Regions from separate parts of the Gossypium arboreum genome. Here region 2 is linked to region 1. A link is a contact called in public Hi-C data. All regions are on one chromosome and are shown on one strand. Each heading gives the region's core, a stretch centred on a gene start, on an enhancer-like site or on the middle of the called end of the contact. The rest is flanking DNA. Distances are from core to core; before and after follow the strand shown.

The links. A called contact is a pair of places that touch in the nucleus more often than the background predicts.
Region 2: a contact with region 1 is called in a Hi-C map of leaf, with 4 times the contacts expected there. The contact joins the enhancer-like site here to the promoter of LOC108467795 in region 1. A contact is called at or near these places in 4 of 5 Hi-C or Micro-C datasets (all in leaf).

The regions. Positions count from the first base shown.
Region 1 is chr8:13,170,235-13,175,716 of ASM2569848v2, forward strand. LOC108467795 (peroxisome biogenesis protein 19-2-like) reads right to left here and starts at 3,018. Exons shown (of 5, transcript XM_017768570.2): 1 at 2,718-3,018; 2 at 2,566-2,614; 3 at 2,075-2,360; 4 at 585-901; 5 at 1-221. The coding sequence starts at 2,757. The coding sequence ends at 176. It overlaps LOC108469673 (protein transport protein SEC16B homolog), which reads right to left. Exons shown (of 15, transcript XM_053018298.1): 14 at 5,365-5,482; 15 at 4,117-4,992. The coding sequence ends at 4,530.
Region 2 is chr8:13,222,518-13,227,999 of ASM2569848v2, forward strand. It overlaps the pseudogene LOC108467473. Among protein-coding and RNA genes, the nearest start is that of LOC108469015, 32 kb to the right of the region's middle. Within about 2 kb of position 2,749, at least 2 of the 2 cell types and tissues checked have an H3K27ac peak or open chromatin away from gene starts, as enhancers often do. A contact at or near this core is called in leaf, where this site is marked.

The sequences.
Region 1 (5,482 bases), core at 1,768-4,267:
TGGCATAATCATATACATAAGCTTTAACAATAAACTAGGATAAAAATATTGAGCATGTCATTTCTTGAAGGATCAATTAACTTAAAAAGTTGAAGGAAAGATACTTTATTTCCCAAAAACTTAGAAAGAATATCTATTAAATAGAAAGAAACATAGTCTGCAACAGGATATTGCCTCACATTATACAACAGTTCTGCTGTGAATTGAGAATCTCTGGGGATCTGCAAGAGTAAAAAGTGTTTGTTAGCTAAGAATATACAAGAAAAATGCTCCATACGTCAAGTCGACAACAGCAAAATACTACTTCAGGCCATCCTACCCCAGAAACATATGGAATTTGGTAAGGCACTAAGAGCCATTACCTTCATCCCAATATTCAGCATATCAACACAATTGATCCATTAGTTGAGTTACTCTATGGTAATCCTAAGGAAACCACTTCCCTATATCATTTTATCTTGCCAAATGACCTTTCACCAGATATTAACACTCAAGGGAAAGAAGCAATAATTTTCATAAATAAAAGACAGGCAGGCTGTCTGCTGAGCAAAAACCAGAATATTGCACATGATAAGAGCACTTACAGCTGGCCAAGATTGGATAAATCAAATTCAGGAGCAAGCTCTTGCACAATATCATTTGGTGGCTGACCGCACTCTTGCATTTTTTGCATCAGGTCAACAATCTTGGTAAAGTTATTAGGATCATTTTCATAAACTCCATTAAGCTCCTTTATCAGCTCATATTGGCGGGAGTAACGTTCATATTCTTCTTTACTCAAATTAGCTTTGTGCTCTTCTAGCCATTGTGGGTATCTTTCTCCAATTTCCTTCATAGGTTCATGAAGAATCTCCTTAGATAAAAGTTGTTGCATCATAGTCTCCACAATTGATTCCATGTCCTGGTCAAACCAAAAGAATAATTATCATTCCTTAGCATATGCTACTAATGAAACCTAAATCCTAAACAAAGTGATAAGACATGCTGGAACTAAAATCAACATACTAGATGATAAAATATGTGTAGTAATGAAAGTATTTCCTTGATTGTTTAAAGCAATATATGTCCATATGCATGTATGTATATGCAAACAACAATCAGTAACTTATAACCCAATTACTCGATGACTCAATAGGCTATAGAACTCAACAATTTGGAAGTTTCAGATGCAAGACAACTAGGACATGTTAACCAATGAAAACTATTTACTTCGACAATATAACACGCCAGGCTTGCCAGCCATGTTTAATTCTAAGAGTGATGAGTGCTAAAACACAAGTACCTCCTCCTTAAAGCGGACCTTTCTCTTAGGGCTTCTCCCACTGCCTCCTATGTTGCAAAAAATGGAAAATTGTTCATACAGCCAAAGCCCTTAGATTGAATCTCATTCTCATGCAGTATGTATCAACAAAAGTTGCCCTTTCCTTTCATGAAATGCTATTAGCCAGACAGGAAGTGGGTTGAGAGGGGGCTGGAGGAGGTTTACTTCAAAGTCCCATGAATTGGAGGTACTTTGAGCAGATATAAAGGACATAACCGTACTCCTATATGATGTAAGTCATATAATGTACATTTCTTATATGCAAAGAAGAAAGTAGATAAGCAAAAGAAAAGTGGCACAAGGCAAGCCAATCTTGTACTGATTATTGTGTAAATTAGAAGTGTTCCTGAGAGAGGAGTATCCCAACATCTAACTTAGTTCCTCCCTCTCCAACAAAATGAAACTGTCTTAATAACCAACTAGCAACAGAAGAACAGTATCCAGAGCTGACGATTAACCTTCAAGCTGATAGATATCACTCAAATAATTGGATAACATTCTAATACATACTAGCAATAGTGAGACTCCAACTTAAGGAATAAGGATTAAGGATTAAGGATGAAGAAGGACACGATTCGCTCACAAATTTTAAAGCTAATGAGCGCAAAATTACAACTACAGCAAAGCCAAACCGAGTCATACAATATCTACTACGCATTCTACAATAAAAACTACAATACCAAAAAATATCTATATAAGATAGATAAACAAAGCCTCAAAAGGAACAAGAAAACAACAGTTAAGCAAATATACCTGAGATCCAGCAAGCTCCTCAAACTGCTTGACCCAATCCTCCATCATTGCATCCTTACCAAAATCATCGGCACCAGGTTTCGACATTGATTCCAGTCCCTTTACAGTCTCTCTGGTCTGTTCTCTGAGTTTATCAAGAGCCTCAGTGACATGGGATTCCTTTAAAACCTTTTGCTTTCCCTTTTTCTTGCTCTTCAAGTCAGGTAAACCCATCCCTAACCCTTGAACCCCACTTGGTAAAGAACCAGATTCTTGCTTCTTTCCTTCACCATCTCCTCCACCTAACCTATTAACCAAATATAAAAGCTAAAAGCTAAATCCAAGATATCTGATGAAATATCTAACTTTTGAGAATAAAGTTAGAATGAGAATTTTTAGCTTAAGGCCAAAATTTTAAACCTAAAACATAAAAAGGGCATTGAGGGGGAGGGAGGAACAAGATAAAACTGTTCATAATATGTATATAAAAATACATGAGAGAAAGAGGATACTTTTGAGGAGGACGGGTGAGGTTGAGATTCTGGAAATCATCCAAAGCACCTGAAAAAAACAATGGATTCAATGTACAAGTTTAAGAAACAGAAAATTAAGGGGGGGAAACACAGAATATAGACATACAAAGATTTTAGACATAGAAACATACTATCAAGAAGTTGGTCTAAATCATCAGAGTGGTCAGCCATTTTTGCTATCAGAAACTTGTAACTTGCTGCTTCTCTATCTCTATATATATAATATAATATATAGGTAAACGTTGAAGTAATAGAATTTGTGTTTTCGTTTCGGCTTTTAGGGAATTTGGGTTGAGCTGAATTGGAATGGAAGAGCAATTAGGCGGTGCAACCGATTTGGGGTTGAGTGAGAGGATCAAGATCCAACGGTTCAGATTGCTTCAAGGGATTGACTCATTTTGACAGGATGATGGCTCAACAGTCATTGGCTGGAATTTTGGGAAAAACCTTACAAGCATAACCTTCCCTAATTGAAATAATTTGTGTAATTAAATATTTTTTTCTGTATTCGTTTAAAATATTACGAATATGGTAATAATTTTATAATTCGATTATTATGATTTGGTATTTTTATGTGATTATGCAAAATATTTGAATATTTTAATAATTTGTATAATTGGTAATCTTTTAATTAATTAAAAAACCATCAACAGAGTTGTGTATAATGTTTTGTGCAATTGAGTAAAGTTCTCTCTTTATTTATATGATTGGAAAATGTTTTGTTTAATTAGTGTTACATAACATTCGTAATAATTTATGTAATTCATTAATATTGTGTAATTAGAAAAACACACAATGTTTTATGTATGAAAATTATAATAATTTGTTTGTGGTTTCAATTTGGGGTTTTTGGTTTAATGTTTAGGGTTCAAATCTTGAACCTTGACTCTCGAACCCAAAGCTTGAACCTTGAACCTCGAACTCTCAACCTTAAGCCTTAACCATGAACCTCGAGTTTAAGATTCAAGGTTCAAGTTCGAGGTCGAGATTTTGGGTTTGAGGTTTGAGTTTAGAGTTTAGAGTTTAAAGTTTAAGGTTCATGATTCATAGCTTAGGGATTTATGTTTTAGATTTGGGATTTAGGTTCAAGGTAAAAAAAAAATATCAAAATTATGTGGTAATAACATGAAAAAAATTGATGAAATGTTACTAAATAATTAAAAATAGACCATGAATGGTGCGGTAAAAGGAGTTTATACAATAATTTCTCTAATTTGTGTAATAATCAACAATTATAAAAGTTGTGATAATATGTGTAATTGAATAATATTTTGTAAAATATATATAATTAAAAAATGTTTTGGGCAATGGGAGCACGGAATAGTTTGAGATAAAAAGTTAAAATAAAGAAATTTGCTAAAGCTTAATTAAATTGTTTATAATAAAAGAAATTTGCTTAGTAATATTATGGATAAGCTATAGCAATAGTTCTCTCTTTTTATGAATTACACAATTAGTAATGCTGACAAAAAATTAATACACTTTGAGATTGAGGATATCTTTCAGGCATTATTTATTTCTTTCTAATACTTTATATCAAGACAACGTTTCCATTTTTCAACAAATGAACAAATGACTGTACAATGTTTGCCTGTTCGGCCTTTTCGTTGCTTTTTAGTCAAAACGAACAAAAACAAAACTAGCTCCTTCAACCATGGGCTGTAACAATACAATATGAAACCTAATAATACAACTAAATAAGCAACTGAATTTCGAAACATAATGAAGAAAGGGGTAAAGGGTCTAACAAGTTTTAGCCTCGCCCAAAAGAAATGATTTTTTTTTTTTTTTTGTTTCCATTTTTAACCGAACCAGCTCAGGTGATTGCTGCCATTTTGATGAAGTGAACTTGGAAGATGCAGTGGGCAGGGAATCATAATTCGACTTGTATTTGGTGTTTGCAGCAACAAAACTTGGATATGTACATCTTGACATTTCTTGGCTCAAAGTTCTACCTCATGTAGTTCATCACCGAAACTACCATTCCTTTGACCCGGCATAATCGAAGATGGAAACATTCCTGTTGCTTCCCCTAATTGTCCGATTTCAGCCTTACTAGGAGTAACTACATTTCCAAAGTTGCTTCCGCTCCATGAGGCTGTTCGTCTTGAGTGAAGTGGAAAACCATTGGCAGTTTTTGTAATATTATCCACGCTAGGAATCTTCTGTATATTCAAGGCAGATTCATAGAACTCATTCGCATTGGATGTCGTAGGGTTATTACTAGTTCCATTTTCTTCTTGTGCATTTTCGGCTATTGCCTCCATCATTTGCTCGTTTGTTGATGCAGGAATGGGAATAAAGAACTTTGCATTTGCTGCCATTGCAGGCTTAACAGAGGGAACAGCAGGTGATTGGAATAAATTTGCTTGGCCACCACCACCTTGGTTGAATGTGTCCACATATCTGTCAAGAATTCATAAACATATAAATATACTCCCTTGGATTCAAGTAACACAACAAAGCCAAATAAGTTCAGCTTCTAAACCACAATTGTTTTCTTAGTTTCACCAATAACAGTGATCTGGGAAATCTTATAGGCTTATGAATTCATAGATGCATATTCACGGTTGTCTAAAACCTTATCGCTTAGCTGGTTATTACCTTTTTCTGGGCAAGAAGCTAGTTATTGTCTAAGTCTAATGAAACTCTAAATTTCTTCCTTATCTTACTTTCAACATTCTTTATCCTGATCCTTCTTCCACCAAGATTGATCCTCATCATCATAACTCAAACATGAGAAATCGTAATGACAAAAGAATAGAATTTATGGAGTACCTTGCTCGAACACCCAGTCGTCCACGAGCTGAGAATTGATTGGAGATGGTAGGAATAGGTGGGACCCCAGAAGCAGGTTCAACTGGGGTTAGATTTTTTAATTCTGGGCTCCCATTCG
Region 2 (5,482 bases), core at 1,499-3,998, 52 kb after region 1:
GCTCAGTTAAAGGGTCAAGATCGTCAACTTGCAATTGGATGTAAATCATATGTTTCAAGTTCTATAAAAGCAGGAGGGTCCTAAAATAAATAACTGAAGAAAAAAAAAGTTGATGGATACCTCCATCAAGAGATCAATAGCTTTAAATTCATCATTGTACTGTACAGAACGTGCAAATATGTTGGAAACTGGAAAGCATGGCAAACACTGGAAAAACAAATTTCTTCTGCAATACATAAATTTCTTGTTGATATAATAAGATAACTAAACCTCCATGTGAAAAGCAACAATTTGTTCTACAAGCTCCATTAGATCATCAACTGAGGCATCTTCACTCTGTATTAACGGAAAAGGCAAGTAAATACAATATCTCACCATTAAAGAGAAACCTATAATGACAATTATTTTGAAGTGCATCACTCATAAGACTACTAGATGTCTATAGATCATTAGAGTTCTAACCTGTCGCATCGGATACTCTTGCAAAATTTCTCTTGCCAAGATCCTGACAACAAATAAATTAATAAGGCCAAAAAGGTTTCTGCTAGGTTTTCCAACAACATGAGAAGGAAAATATTCACATAGGTCATTCTTTGGATATGGATTCTAAGAAATGAAAGTTGGATTAGGAAGACAAATAATAGTAAACTATTATCATGATCTAAACAAGGTCGGCCAACAATAGCGAATGAAACACTTGTTATACAAATTTTCTAGTAGCAAAGGAGTAAATATAATAACTTATCAAACCAAATAAATGCTCACCTAACATATTCATGGCCTCATGAACAAATGTCGCCTTCTGAACCCAATAATTTGTATTTCAAACTTTCCTATTTGATTTTTAAATAAAAGAAATAAATAATAATAATAGATAATTTGGAGCAAAAGCAAGAGGGGATTGAGAAGATAAAACAAAACTTATGTAAGTATGATAAAAAACTGAGGGTTACCCGCTTGACCTCTGCAGACACGGTCAATGCCAACACAGATAATATATAAGCTAGGTATTTCCGCAAACAAAAAAAAGTAATTTAATAATGTAGTACCTATGAAGAAAAAAATATAACTAGAGAAGAAAATTCTTAAAATAGAAGAAAGTTCTTGATTTGTAGAATATAGTTAGTTGTAAGATGAATTTATTAACCTAATTAACAAACAAAAAAAGCTACTGAAACCAATAATTAAATCACTTAAATTGCATATATAAAGGAATAATTTCATGTATATTACCAACAAAGTCCTAATATTAAATAATGACTCCATCATAATCATCCTTCCTTGCATTGCTTAGCCAAATTACATTTACAAAAGGTATAATGAAATATCATTAAAGCAAAACAAATAATACCTTCAAATTTGAATCAAGCATAGTCTCATAAAATGCCTTTAGGGTTCCGTAATGGGGTCGGAGAAACTTCAACAACTTTGGAACATAAGTCATGGAGCTGATTGAGGTGCGGACTTCTTGCCTAAAAAGGATATAAAACCCAAATATAAAAATGATGTTGTATTTTGGCATTGGAATTACTCCCACAAACAGTAAAACGCATCAGCCTGATCAAATGTTAATAAAGCATACAAGCATTGAATGAAACAGTGAACAATAAAATAAACTCTTATTTCCTCTACATTTTTTAACTTCAAATTAGCAAATAATAGATTACCTCATGCTCTCAAGAGCTACTTTCTGGACTTCAGGATCAACATCATAAATTCTCTCTACGTATAACTCCAAATGTTGCGAAAGAGCCAAGTCTTCTTCCGATTGTGCATGCTAAGAAAACAAAAATCACCTAATATAAGATAAAATAAAAACAAATGGATAAAGATAACTAAAGCATAAGCTCGAAACAGGGACTCACAAGATCCTCCTTGTTAATATCTTTCTTCTTGGTATCCTTGGGCAGAGGCTTGGTTTGGGTAGTTCCGGTGCCATTTTCCAGATAAGCCATGAAAACTAGGGCTCACGGTTTCTAACTTTTCGGTTGAGAATGAGAATGAGAATGAGAATTTGAATGAGAATGAGTTTTTTTTTTTTCAATTCATCTAGGATGACCCAAGACTCTTTATATAGGATGAGTTTCAACTATGATTAAACTTAATTATTTTAATATTAAATTTAAAATATTTATCTTTATATAGGGAGTGTAATGTTAAAAGATGTCAACGTCTGAGGCTGCCTTCTCACAAAGTATGGCCATGCTAGAAGTGACTAAAGAAAAGATTTTGTAAAATAACCAAATTAAAATTAATGAAATAAAACTAACATCACAATGTTTAATTGATATTTTAAAAATTAATAAATAAATACGACTAAGTGAGATGTGTTTAAATGAATTACTCTATATTTATTAAATTAAGTTTCAATTTTGCCAACAATGCTAAAAGTTGTAATGTTTGTTTAATTGGGGTTTAATCTATACTATTTATAAATTCTAATATGAATTACAGTATGATTAATTACTATATTAATTAAGTTTCATAGAATTTGTTCCACGAAAACACAAATACAATACAAATTACACTGAGATTTTGATGCATGTAAAACACAAATACCAATATATACATCATCGAGAGTAACTATAAAAAGGCTAGCAAACCAAAGTTCTAATAGGATTCTATTTTATCACATCTTTTCTTCATCTATAAAACCACTTGAATCCCCCGAAGCCATTTAAGATCTACAATGGCAATGGTGGAAGTTGGAAAAAGCTATGAATATGTACATCAAAATTGGGGTCATCGAATTCCAATTGTGAAAAAAAAATGGGTCAAACTTCGGTTGAAGAAAATTATTATTACGATTGGGATAATCAGCTTTTGGTGGGGTTTCAATTTTTGCCGACGACTGAAGAATTGGTGAAGCAATATTTGATGAAAGTGTTGGGTAATCGGTTGCCTGTTTCGGATTTTCTAGTAGTTGAAGAAGCTGAAGTTTACAGCACGCCTCCAATGAGTTCTGGTACAGTGGTGGCCCAAATTCGTCCTGCCCAGACCCAAATAAAACAAAAACAAATATATTAAAGACTCCATTTACAAATTAAAAACCTTAAAAGCCCAACAACCCAAAGCTCAATAGCCCAAAACCTAAAAACTAAATAGGAAACCCTAGCTCCCCCTAAGGCATCAGCGTAAAACGGAGAAACAAAAGACGTAGGATAGAAACAGAGCAGAAGCAGAGAAAGAAAAAAAAAAGAAAAACAAATATATTTGTAATATTCGGCTATAAAGCCCGAATCCTTTGTAACTTTCGACGGAGAATGAAATAAAATACAAACAAAAAATTCAAAAAAAACTAAGTTCATTTGCTATTTATTTGTTTTCTTTTCTAAAAAAATTATAACAAAAACAGAAAGCTTAATTTTTTTACCTGATTCGCTGCATCGCCGCCGTGGGTGGGTAAGGCCACCGTCCCCGAGGAAGGACGGCCCCTTTTCGAAGCGAGAGGCCCTTGGGTTCGTTTGGACCCGCCTGGGATATGTCGGAAAAGAGGGCTTGAGGGATGTATGTTCTAAAAAATGAGGAATTGATGGGTCTTTTTATTTAGTGTAGAAGGCATCGCCTTCAAATCTGGGCTAAAGGGGGCAAAACGGTCAAAAGGAGGCATTTCATGAACTACGATGACGACCGGTGGCCGCAGCGGCGGTTCACTAGACCTCATGGCCGGCCTAAGGGCCATCTTCAGAGAAAAAAGAGAGAAAATAGGAATGATTTTTTTAAAAAAAGTTAAAATTAAAATAGGAAACAAAAATTAAGAAAACTAATTTACTTTATATTCCATTTTTAGGGTACGTTTGTTTCCCAGGAAAACTTTATAATCCAAATAAGATAATATCTTATCATTTTCTTTCCTTAACTCTCCTCTATTTTATTTTCTTTTATTTAACATTAATCCAAATGTGGTGTAAAATTAAATACACAACAATTTAATTAATAACTTCTATAATAATAAAAAGTATTCATGAACCAATAGAAATCCATAAAAATTTAAAATTCATTTTATCCTCTTTATTGAATTGATATTGTAAGTTAATTAATCATTAATTTAATTAGAAAATGATTAAAAATCATTCCTTTTACAAAATTAAGTGTATTATTATAAATTTGTTGTATTTTCTTTCTTTATTTTATATATAAAATCAATAAAATTTCATATACGTTAAATTTTGAATTTAAGGTATTATGATTTTTTAAAAATATCAATTCTATCATTTTAATCGAGGCTTGATTTTATTATTATATAAATGTATCACAATTTAATAAATATAAGTTTGATTTGGACGGTAAATTATTCTAATAACCTATAATAACACGTTTTAATCTAATAATATTTGTTTGCTCCTCCCCAATGAAAAATCAAATATATATAGCTGGTAATTTCACATTTTTAAATGTTTCTTTTTTCAATTTGAAGTATTAGGTCGGATTTAGAGTCCCTTTAAATGAGCAGTGCATTTATTTACGGTTAGTGTAAAAATAACAGTGCTGATGAGATTAGATACTTTAACAATATAGTAATGTGAGACAAATAAAAGCTAAACGCATCTGCATTGAAGTAAATGTCCATCCAAAAGGGAGTTTGGATTTCGTAATTAATGTATTTATTTAATTTTTTATATTTTATCATATTCTACATGTATTTAAAGTATTTTATATTTACATAATTTTGAATATGTTTATTATTTTATAATTTATGTAAGGATTGCTTTTACTTGGTTGATGTGGTGTTTTAAGATTATTCAATATTATCATATGAAAATTTTAAATATATATATGTTTGTGTGTTAAATTTTAAGTGATGGCATAATATAATTTCAAGATGTCCTTTCATCAAATTTTGATGTTTGTCAAGTTTAATAATTAAAATGGATCTATTTGTCAAATTTAAGTACAATAGACAAAAAAAAATGCATCAATTCATACCAAATTATTAAGTTGAAGGCTAAAAGTTAAATTAACCTATTAGAATATATTTAAATCAATTTATATATAACTTCTTTTTCAATACAAAAGATGTGATTGTTTAGACTTTAGACTAAAATAGTCCACATCGTATCAATGTGAGTATCGTTTTTGTTTTAGTATTATTATGTACTGGAATAAGTATGTTTTAATATATTGTCTCGGGTTTATTAATGTTTTTAAATATTTTTCACACATGTATTTAAAGCAAACAATTTAATTTAACATATAGCAACAATCTTTGCCGTATTTCACATTACCTACCATGCCAAATGATTAGAATTATACACATAACATTGGCAAGATCACAAGATATATGTTTCATATACCATTTCGCAACTAATAAATATTTTGCCATTCATGCAATGAATTTCATTTCTCAACAATTCATTGACTGTTTTACCCAAAGAACTATAGTAAATTAACTTTGGATACACGAGAAAATTTATGCTCACACAAGCTGATCATTGGGACATTAACCAATACACGATGCTGCTTACACAAACTGAAGAGAATC